Linked DNA regions of Mus musculus: region 1 is linked to region 2. Evidence: chromatin contacts called from public HiChIP or PLAC-seq data. All regions are on one chromosome and are shown on one strand. Each heading gives the region's core, a stretch centred on a gene start, on an enhancer-like site or on the middle of the called end of the contact. The rest is flanking DNA. Distances are from core to core; before and after follow the strand shown.

Region 1 (5,062 bases), core at 2,007-4,506, 250 kb after region 2:
CTCCAGGCTCTTTTGTAAACAAAAGAATCTTTTTAGTGTTAAATGAGAACATAGTCTGCTTAGAGACTTTGAAATTAAAGCTGAACCAGTAAAATTCTTATAAACCGCCTTCAAGAACACATTAAAAAAAATCAGCCACCAAACAAAGCCCCTTCATCCCTGAGACTCAGGGATGGGTCACATATGTAAATCAATATTGTAGTTTATCACCTAAGAGACTCAAGGACAAATACCACATGGTCATCTCATCAGACACAGAAAAATTCTTTAACAAAATCCAACATGTCTTCATGATAAAATCCTAGAGAATCTAGTGTAACAGGTATATATCTCAGCATTAAAAATAAATTACTCTGGGCTGGAGAGATGGCTCAGTGGTTAAGAGCACAGACTGCTCTTCTGAAGGTCCTGAGTTCAAATCCTAGCAACCACATGGTGGCTCACAACCATCCGTAATGAGATCTGATGCCCTCTTCTGGTGTGTCTGAAGCCAGCTACAGTGTTCTTAGATATAATAATAATAAATAAATCTTTAAAATGAGTTAAAATGAGTATGATTATTCAGTAAGGAACTTTTGTGGGTCTGGAAGGAGTTAGGAGTTGTGGGTATATAGGATCATCACACACAGAGTGAAATTCTCAAAGAATTTGTTTAAAAAAAAGCTGTTTTAAAAAGAAACTTTAACTTTTATAGGATATGAGGAAAGTTTGTTTTTTATAGGACATTTCTTTGCCAGCCTTTGTGCTGGGAAATGTTTTAAAACCAGTTGTTTAGAACAAAACAAAACAGTAGCACCTCACCCTTCTGATTTGCACTATGTACTCTGTGGGGGTGCTCTGAGCACCTCCAGCATCTTAAGTGTATCTGCCCACCCCACTCAGGCAGAGGCGGGAAGGCACATGACAGCCAGCGCTCAGGAGCGGGAATCTGGTGGTTCCAGTGACCACTGCCAACAATACATACTTTTGTGCTTTCAGCGTTAGGTTCTGGGTCTTTGCCCAGGGCCTCACACATGCTAAAGCCACACTCCACTGCTGAGCTCCACCCCCAATCCCACGTTACTTATGAACATTCATTTTTTTCTAAACAGGATCCTCTTCTGCGTGCTTACATTTGAGTAATTTTTGCTATGCGTTTCCTGCTATAATTGAAACCTTAATTTCACAGTTAAGAGAATATTGTCCAGAGATCAGTTTCTTTGTGACCTTGCTAATAGTGGACAGCTGGCAACACTTAACAATAGAAATAATTTTGACTGGGGAGGTGGCTTACTTGGTAAAGTCCTTACTATGCAAATAGGAGGTCCTGGCTTCAGATCCCCCAGCACCCACATAAAAAGCTGAGAGTGATAGTGGGTGCCTGAAATCCTGGCCTGAGGCACGCTGCCAACCACTATACCCAAATCTGTGCACTTCGGGTTCAGACTTCGATAGTAATCCTAATCCTGATCGTAATCCTAACAATGGGGAAAGTAATTAAGGAACATATTTAACGTCGACCCCTGACCTCGACATGCATGTGTTTGTGCACAAGTGCGTGTACACACACGCACGCACGCACACACACACACACACACACACACACACACACACACACACACACACACACACACTTCATATCTGCTCCCTAAGGCACTCAGTGAGTTTGCTGAGAGTTCCCTTGGGGCTTCTGTGGTGCTTCTTTGCCCACACTTGACCTATTCTGCTCTCTACATGTCTCCCCTGCTGCAGAGAAAACTGCCAGCTGACTCCAAGGTTCTGGAAGCCTCAGATCTGGTGTACACGGTCAGTGCCCATGAGTACTGGCAGCGGACCATCCTGACTGAGGAAGAAAGTGGTAATTTCTATTTTTTAACCTCAAACACTAACATCTGAAAGAATAGGCTTGGCGCTCTAAGCACCCTGCTCTAGAAATTCTCTTGCCGTAGCAAAGTTTTATTCCCACTTAACTACAGTGTTTATACCTATGAGCATGTATTTTGTGCTGCGTGTCTGTGTGCACATATAATCACTTTTTTCCTCCTTGCATTGTGTGTCTGAGACCAAAATTTTTCTCTCATCCAAATTTTACCAGAGTTAGTAAGAGTAAAAGTCAAGGCATTGGGTTGTCATTTCCTTGGTGTGTGGCTTGTGATTCTTCAGTACCCAGCTATTAGCATCAGGCATCGTTAACAGATGTATATCACATGTGTTTCTGGGAGGCGGAGAAAATAGAAGGCCATGGTTCCTTTCTCTGAATATTTTTGAGTCTAAATGAAGAGCCAATAATCCCCATGTGCAAAGATGAAAGGGAAAACCAGACTGAGAGTGTCTTGGCCCTGAGCACAAAGGAAAGCTGAGAATCTTGAGACCCATGCGTATCTGAGTGCTCTTGGTAACTAGATGAGGGTTTAAGTTGGGTTTTAGCCTAAGACTAACAGGGACTATGGCTGCACAGGTCTTAACAGATGTACATATGGGTGAATGAATGATGCTTAAAGCAGAAGTACAACAAGTTCCCCAACTCAGGGCAACTGTTTCATTGACTTCCTTTATGAATTCTATTGTGACAAATGTTTCGATATTATTTGTGCTGGTTTTGAATTGCAGAGATCCCCAAGTTAAGAGAATATATTAGGAAAAGGATCTTGGACAAGAAGAGGAGGCTGGTGACCAAGTACGTCACAGAAGCCTTTGGCCTATTGCTTCTCACAGACACGTTAAACACGGAGGAAAGCCTGCTGGTAAGGAAGGCCCCCTGGGTTGTCTCATACTCTGCCTGTGAAACTGTTAGTTAGGAAGGCCCCAGTGTTGTCTCACACTCTGCCTGTGCAGGTGTAAAGTTAGAAAGGCCCTAGGTTTGTCTCACTCTGCTTGATCAGAGTGTAAGTTAGGAAGGCTCCTGGGTTGTCTCACACTCTGCCTGTGCAACTGTAAGTTAGGAAGGCCCCAGGGTTGTCTCACACTCTGCCTGAGCAGGATTATGTTAGGAAGGCCCCAGGGTTGTCTCACACTCTGCCTGTGCAGGGTGTAAGTTAGGAAGGCCCCAGGGTCGTCTCACACTCTGCCTGAGCAGGAGTAAGTTAGGAAGGCCCCAGGGTTGTCTCACACTCTGCCTGAGCAGGAGAAAGTTAGGAAGCCCCCAGGGTTGTCTCACACTCTGCCTGAGCAGGGTGTAAGTTAGGAAGGTCCCAGGGTCGTCTCACACTCTGCCTGAGCAGAGTAAGTTGGGAAGGGCCCTGCATTGTCTCACACTCTGCCTGGGCAGGTGTAAGGAAGGGAGGCCCCAGGGTAGTCTCACACTCTGCCTGAGCAGTAGTATGTTAGTAGGTCCCCAGGGTTATCTCATACTCTGCCTGTAAAACTGTAAGTTAGGAAGGCCCCTGGGTTGTCTCTCACTCTGCCTGTGCAGGTGTAAGTTAGGAAGGCCCCAGGGTTGTCTAATACTCTGCCTGATTAGAGTATGATTTAGGAAGGTCTCTGGGTTGTCTCAGACTCTGCCTGTACAACTGTAAGTTTGGAAGGCCCCAGGGTTGTCTCACACTCTGCCTGAGCAGGAGTAAGTTAGGAAGGTCCCAGTGTTGTCTCAAACAAAACATGAGCAGAGTATGAGTTAGAAAGTCCCCTGGGTTGTCTCAGAGTCTGCCTGTGCAACTGTAAGTTAGGAAGACCCCTGGGTTGTCTCTCACTCTGCCTGTGCAGGTGTAAGTTAGGAAGGCCCAGGGTTGTCTAATACTCTGCCTGATTAGAGTATGATTTAGGAAGGTCTCTGGGTTGTCTCAGACTCTGCCTGTGCAACTGAAAGTTTGGAAGGCCCCAGGGTTGTCTCACACTCTGCCTGAGCAGGAGTAAGTTAGGAAGGCCCCAGGGTTGTCTCACACTCTGCCTGATCAGGAGTAAGATAGGAAGGCCCCAGGGTTGTCTCACACTTTGCCTGAGCAGGAGTAAGGTAGGAAGGCCCCTGGGTTGTCTCTCACTCTGCCTGTGCAGGTGTAAGTTAGGAAGGCCCAGGGTTGTCTAATACTCTGCCTGATTAGAGTATGATTTAGGAAGGTCTCTGGGTTGTCTCAGACTCTGCCTGTGCAACTGAAAGTTTGGAAGGCCCCAGGGTTGTCTCACACTCTGCCTGAGCAGGAGTAAGGTAGGAAGGCCCCTGGGTTGTCTCTCACTCTGCCTGTGCAGGTGTAAGTTAGGAAGGCCCAGGGTTGTCTAATACTCTGCCTGATTAGAGTATGATTTAGGAAGGTCTCTGGGTTGTCTCAGAATCTGCCTGTACAACTGTAAGTTAGGAAGGCCCAGGGTTGTCTCACACTCTGCCTGAGCAGGAGTAAGTTAGGAAGGTCCCAGTGTTGTCTCAAACGAAACATGAGCAGAGTGTAAGTTAGAAAGTCCCCTGGGTTGTCTCAGAGTCTGCCTGTGCAACTGTAAGTTAGGAAGACCCCTGGGTTGTCTCTCACTCTGCCTGTGCAGGTGTAAGTTAGGAAGGCCCAGGGTTGTCTAATACTCTGCCTGATTAGAGTATAAGTTAGGAAGGCCCCTGGGTTGTCTCACACTATGCCTGTGCAGGAGTAAGTTAGGAAGCCCCCAGGGGTGTCTAATACTCTGCCTGATTAGAGTATTATTTAGGAAGGCCCCTGGGTTGTCTCACACTATGCCTGTGCAGGTGTAAGTTTGGAAGCCCCCAGGGTTATCTAATACTCTGCCTGGGCAGAGTATAAGTTAGGAAGGCCCCTGGGTTGTCTCACAGTCTTCCTGTGCAACTGTAATTTAGGAAGGCCCCAGGGTTGTCTCACACTCTGCATATGCAGGTGTAAGTTAGGAATGCCTCAGGGTTGTCTCACACTCTGCCTGAGCAGGAGTAAGTTAATAAGGCCTCAGGGTTTTCTCACACTCTGCCTGACCAGAGTGTAAGTAGGAAGTCCCTGGGTTGTCTCACAGTCTGCCTGTGCAACTGTAAGTTATGAAGGCCCCAAGGTTGTCTCACACTCTGCCTGAGCAAGTGTAATTTTGGAAGGTCCCTGGGTTGTCTCACACTCTGCCTGAGATGGAGTAAGTTAGGAAGATCCCAGGGGTGTCTCATACT
Region 2 (5,110 bases), core at 974-3,473:
TTTTATTGGGTTACTGGGGTAGGAAAGAACAGCAGCCCCCAAATTGTCTGTTAAATTGAGAGTAGACAGGGAACCACCTGAGTGTTTGCCCTTTGAGCTCCAGCACCAGGCTCCGAAGCTTGCCGGGAAAAGCCACAGAGCTGCCAGCTGTCTGGGGCCTGTCTCCCCGGGGAGACTCTGCTCCTAGTCCCCTCCCCTGAGACCTGCCTGGCTCTGGGGAGAGTGCCAAGTCAGCACTCCTTTATCTCCCTGTCTCCTCCGGGGAGGAGTTTGAGCCCAGTTTCAGTCAGGTTTAACCATAACATTCCCTCTCTGTTATGTATGTATTTACTTTCTGCTGGTTGAAACAGGATCTTCTTACTGTGTTGTCTAGGCTGTTCTCCCCTGCTTCAGCCTCCTCAGGACTATAGGGATTGCACCTATACATGTATTACCTGCTTTTTGCCCGTTCTTTTCCTCTGTGTGTGTGTGTGTGTGTGTGTGTGTGTGTGTGTGTGTGTGTGTGTGTTCAGAGCTAGGGGTTGAACCCAGAGCTTTGGTGCATGCTATTTCAATGCTGGCTCCCCCCCCTCCTTTTCATCTTTTAAAAACTTTGAAACTGAGTCTCACTAAGTCCCCAGGCTTGCCTTGAACTTACTGTGTAGCTTAGTCGGGCCTTGAACTTGGAATCCTCTTGCCTCAACTTCCCGGTTAGCTGGGATCACAACCCTGCCTGCACTATAAGGCCTGCCTCTTATGAAATCAGTCTTAGAGCAGAGTTTGAGTGCTGTCTAAGGCCCTGCCTTGGGCGGGAGAGATGGCTCAGTGGATAAGGACACTTGTTGCTCTTGCAGAGATCCTGGGTTCTGTTTTCAGTCTCCATATGTTGGCTCGCGTCTATCTGGGACGCCAGTTCTAGGTGATCAGATATTGTCTGCGGACCTCTGTGGGAGCCAGGCACGGACATGGTACACATATAAAACACTCAGACACATTAAAATATGTCTAACAACCAAAAAAACTGCTTTACTTTTTCTAAAAATGTGTATGAGTGTTTTGCCTATACGCATGTATGTTTATACATGTGTGCAATACCCACAGAGGCCATAAGAAGGCACAAGAACCCTTGGAATTGGGGTTGTGAGCTGCCATGTGGGTGCTGGGAATTGAACCTGGGTCCTCTGCAAGAGCAGCAAATGCCCTTAACAGCAGGGTCCTCTTTCCAGCCTTCTGCCTTGCTTTGATGTCTACCTTCACGTCAGGGGAAGCAGCAGGTCCTTTTTAGAACTATTTTTTTGTTTCATTTGCAATTTTATTTGTTTTATGTGTATGAGTGTTTTGCCTGTATCACTTGCATGCAGTGCTCAAGGAGGCCTGCAGAGGGCATCAAATCCCCTAGAACTGGAATTATAGATGGTCGTGCATTGCCATGTGGGTTCTGGGAACTCCACAGGATCCTCTGCTGGAAGCAAGTACTCTTAACCACTGAGCCATTTTTCCCGGCCCCAAACTATTCTTGAATCTGGGCCCTGAGAAGATTTGATTGAAATAACAAACCTTGAGTGACAAGCAAAGTATGACAGTCTGCAAAAGGCTCTGTAGTCCCAGCGCTGCTGGTTGAATATTCTTCAGCAGAGGCTTCTGGGAAGAGAAGCTTATCAGTTATTCCACCCTGCCCCCAAACTGGGAACATCTGCAGAAATCCGTGTCTGAACCCCGAGTCATCTGTTTCATAGTCACATACCTTAAACATAATTTTACCATTTCTCGCTCACTGTGCATGTTTATGTATGTATGTATGTATGTATGTATGTATGAATGCTTACATGTATGTATGTGTCATGTGCATAACTAGTGGCCTCTGAGGTCAGGAGGGTGGTTGGATCTCCTGGACCTGTTGGTTGTGAGCTGCCACGTGGGTGCTGGGAGCTGAGTGAATGAATCCTGATCTTATGTGAGAGACTGCTCTTAACTGCCAGGTGGTCTCTGGAGCTCCTTGCACGTTATTTTTAACATGCCCGTGTTTTCACATGTAGTCACGTGTGGAATTTTCAATGTTATGACACTATACACGAGCTCTTGGTGTTTGAGGTTTTCAGATGAGAGCCCTTCCTGGGTGCTAGGCTCTGTGCTGATCACTGTCTTGTTCTAGAGAGTCAAGCCAGCAGGACAGTTAGGAACAAAGGGTGCTGTGTTTCTGTGAGAACTGGGAGGAGGGGCGGAATGGGGCGGTGCGGGGCGGGGCGGGGCGCCTGTTGCTGGGGAGAGCTGTGAACTCCTTCCTTTCCCTCAGCAGCACTGAACCGCCTCTGTCACCCCGTTGAATGCCAGCTGGGCCATGAGACCCACGGGCATATTTGCTGATCAGATTCATTTGTTATTTGCTGGAAACCGGATCGGATGACCTGCTGCTCTGGCCCATCGCTGGAGTATGAAAATGGCTCTGTTACTTGAGATCATTATTCTTCCCTTCCATGATCCTGTTACATCTGTTACTCACAACAGTAAGAGGCCCCATGCTCCATTACCGGATGTTGTGGAGAGGGGTCCAGCCCTGATTCTTGATTGGCTGATTTTTATTTAAATGTCACTTTTTTTTTTAAACCTTTAGAAAAATACAATAGTTAGAATGCCCCAAGAATTCAAACTTTACTATCTGGACAGCTGATTTGCAATTTTAAAAATTCTATGTTATTTATTTAAGTTTTGGGTGTGGGTGTGCATGTCACAGTACATGTATCTAGGTCAACAGTTTGCAGGACTTAGTTCTTTCTTTCTTTCTACCAAGTGTGTCAGACGCAGGTTGTCACTCACTCACCAGCCTGAGGCCAGTGGATTTAGAAATACCAAGTAGACCGCTAATAGATGTGCAGTGCTGTGCATCTCAAGAGTATGGTATGAAACTCTTAAATGTATATGCTCCCATTCTATAGGAGTTGGGGAGATAGCTAGGAAGCGCTCTCTGTACAGGTACGAAGAGCTGTGCCCAAGTCCCTCCAACTCAGTGAAACAGTGTGGTAGCTCAAATCTGTTCCCCCAGCTTCTACAACAAGATAGAGTGAAAGAGCAGCAGGGTGAGCGTCCCTAGCCTAGGGTACACGGGTGGGTGGTGAGGACAGACGCCTGAGGTTGCCCTCCTACCCACACATGTCCCCAGAATGTGCACACACACCAAAGAGCTGGATGGATGGCTGAGATCAGAGGCTTTGGGTTAACCCTCACTGGGATTTCGTTGTCGTCATCGTCGTCGTCTTCTTCTTCTTGATTTATTTTTATTTCTAATTATGTGTGTGTGTGACTGGGTGTGTGCACGTGAGTGCAGTTGTCCAAAGAGAGAGCAGAACAATGCCGTCAGAGCTCCCATGAGTGACATAGGTGCTGGGAATCAAACTTGAGTCTTCTGTAAGACAGTTCATTCTATGAACTGCTAAGTCCTTTTTCCAGCCCCCTTACTGGGGTTTCTAACTTAAACCAGGTGGGGTTTTCTCCTGTCTCTGGGGAGAAAAAAACCCAAGTAGGTTAAGTTTTGTTGCTGTTGGTTTTTTGTTTTGTTTTGTTTTTCCCTCAAAGGCTGAGAACCACCAGCTAATGGGGATGGGATGTGACAAAGTGCAAATGGCGGCCTGTGAACCACAATGGTTATATGAATGTATTTGCTCATAATCACTGTCAACACACAGGTGTACACTGCACCTATCAGCCGAGATACTTGCTAGTCATGTGTGGAAAGAGATGCTGGTGGAGATCTGCTGGAAACAGGAGACACGGTTTCCTGACAAACTTCTGTCTTCTGGTTGAATTTAGAAAATAACATTGAAAAGAAATTCAAGTTAAAACATTAAAGATTTAAAGGAAAAAAAAAAAAAGAAACCTGGTAGTTCTCCAGTAAAAGATGAGGACGGTACCCAGGATATTAAGTACTAAAAACTCAGGCTACTGTGTATGCGCTGGGTGTGAGATCTCTGTAAAGACACGAAAACAGGGGTTTAATAGGAGCCTCTTGTCTTCATTTCAACCCTCATCATCAACTTGGTGAACGTCAGGGCTTTTGCAGTTAGAAACCTCGCTGTAAACCTCACCTCCTCAACTCTGACACAAGTCCCATGCGTTGTGTAATAAGCCGCTGGCTTCTGACCTGTGTCCTGGAAGTGCTGCTGGGTGATGTCATGGCATGCCGCAATGCCCCTGGGTGGTGAGAGGCACAGCCGTCAGATGCAGCTCTGTGCACTTGCAGACGTGTGCTGAGAGAAAGAGAGAGAGAGAGAGAGAGAGAGAGAGAGAGAGAGAGAGAGAGGCCGTTGTCCAGTAGCCATCATGTGATGAATGGCAGTTTGTGATTCTGGACCATCGAGTTTGTTTTACTGTTCTGTCAGGTTCAGTTAGGTAACGGAGAGCAGATGTCTGCATTAAAGGCCATTAGCACATCAGGATGCGTTTGCTGAGGCTGGTCGTTGACCAAAGCACATAAGCGATCCCTTTCCTATGGACAGCATTTGGGACTCCAGATGCCCCTTAGGACGTTCTGAGACCACTTTATGAGTTTATGACCCATCAAGGGATCTGTAAGTGGAGAACGTAAAACCGGAAAGGCAGCGTTTAGCTACATGCTGAAATCCAGTCCTCGTTACTTTACAATACAGGTTTCCTAATTTTCTCTGCTGCCACAGAAAAGAGTCACGTGGCAAATTAGAAGGCTGGCTGGTTCTGGAACCATGAGTATTTCTCAAGAAAGCTTCCTGGTGGGGGAAGAGGGTCCTGAAAGAGGCCAGCTGGAGGGTGCGTGCATACTAGGAGGCAGGGTGAGACCCGCCATGCCAATTGACCAGCTAGCACTTCCAAAATAGGTGTGACTTTGCTCCTCTACCCATCTTTCCGGCCAACTTCTGTCATTATTGCCCCATTACTTCTGAATCCTGAAAGCATAATGTGTGTTTTTGAGTGGATTTTTGGAGAAAGTAGCCAGCCTGTGGAAGCAGGCCAGGAGCAGAGTTGCCTATTTGCGCAGATCTCTCTGGCTTCTGGAAGGTACAGGCTTACCAACCAACAGAAGAGCATTCTTTAAAAAGAAGACAGGCTTCCAAAAACAGCGTCAGAGTTTGTTGCCCAAACATCTCAGGTTCTTTCTGAAGAC

Evidence for each region. HiChIP or PLAC-seq counts read pairs in DNA pulled down with a chosen protein or histone mark.
Region 1: a contact with region 2 is called in an H3K27ac HiChIP or PLAC-seq map of embryonic stem cells, with 3 times the contacts expected there. The contact joins two enhancer-like sites. A contact is called at or near these places in 4 of 115 datasets of contacts at active chromatin or transcription factors (embryonic stem cells, large pre-B cells and pancreatic cancer cells).

The regions. Positions count from the first base shown.
Region 1 is chr14:65,621,430-65,626,491 of GRCm38.p6, forward strand. It overlaps Nuggc (nuclear GTPase, germinal center associated), which reads left to right. Exons shown (of 19, transcript NM_001195674.2): 11 at 1,732-1,837; 12 at 2,590-2,723. Among named protein-coding and RNA genes, the nearest start is that of Gm30245, 4.7 kb to the left of the region's middle. Within about 2 kb of position 3,257, at least 48 of the 459 cell types and tissues checked have an H3K27ac peak or open chromatin away from gene starts, as enhancers often do. A contact at or near this core is called in embryonic stem cells, where this site is marked.
Region 2 is chr14:65,376,533-65,381,642 of GRCm38.p6, forward strand. The region is part of intron 1 of Zfp395 (zinc finger protein 395); the gene reads left to right. Among named protein-coding and RNA genes, the nearest start is that of Zfp395, 20 kb to the left of the region's middle. Within about 2 kb of position 2,224, at least 22 of the 459 cell types and tissues checked have an H3K27ac peak or open chromatin away from gene starts, as enhancers often do. A contact at or near this core is called in embryonic stem cells, where this site is marked.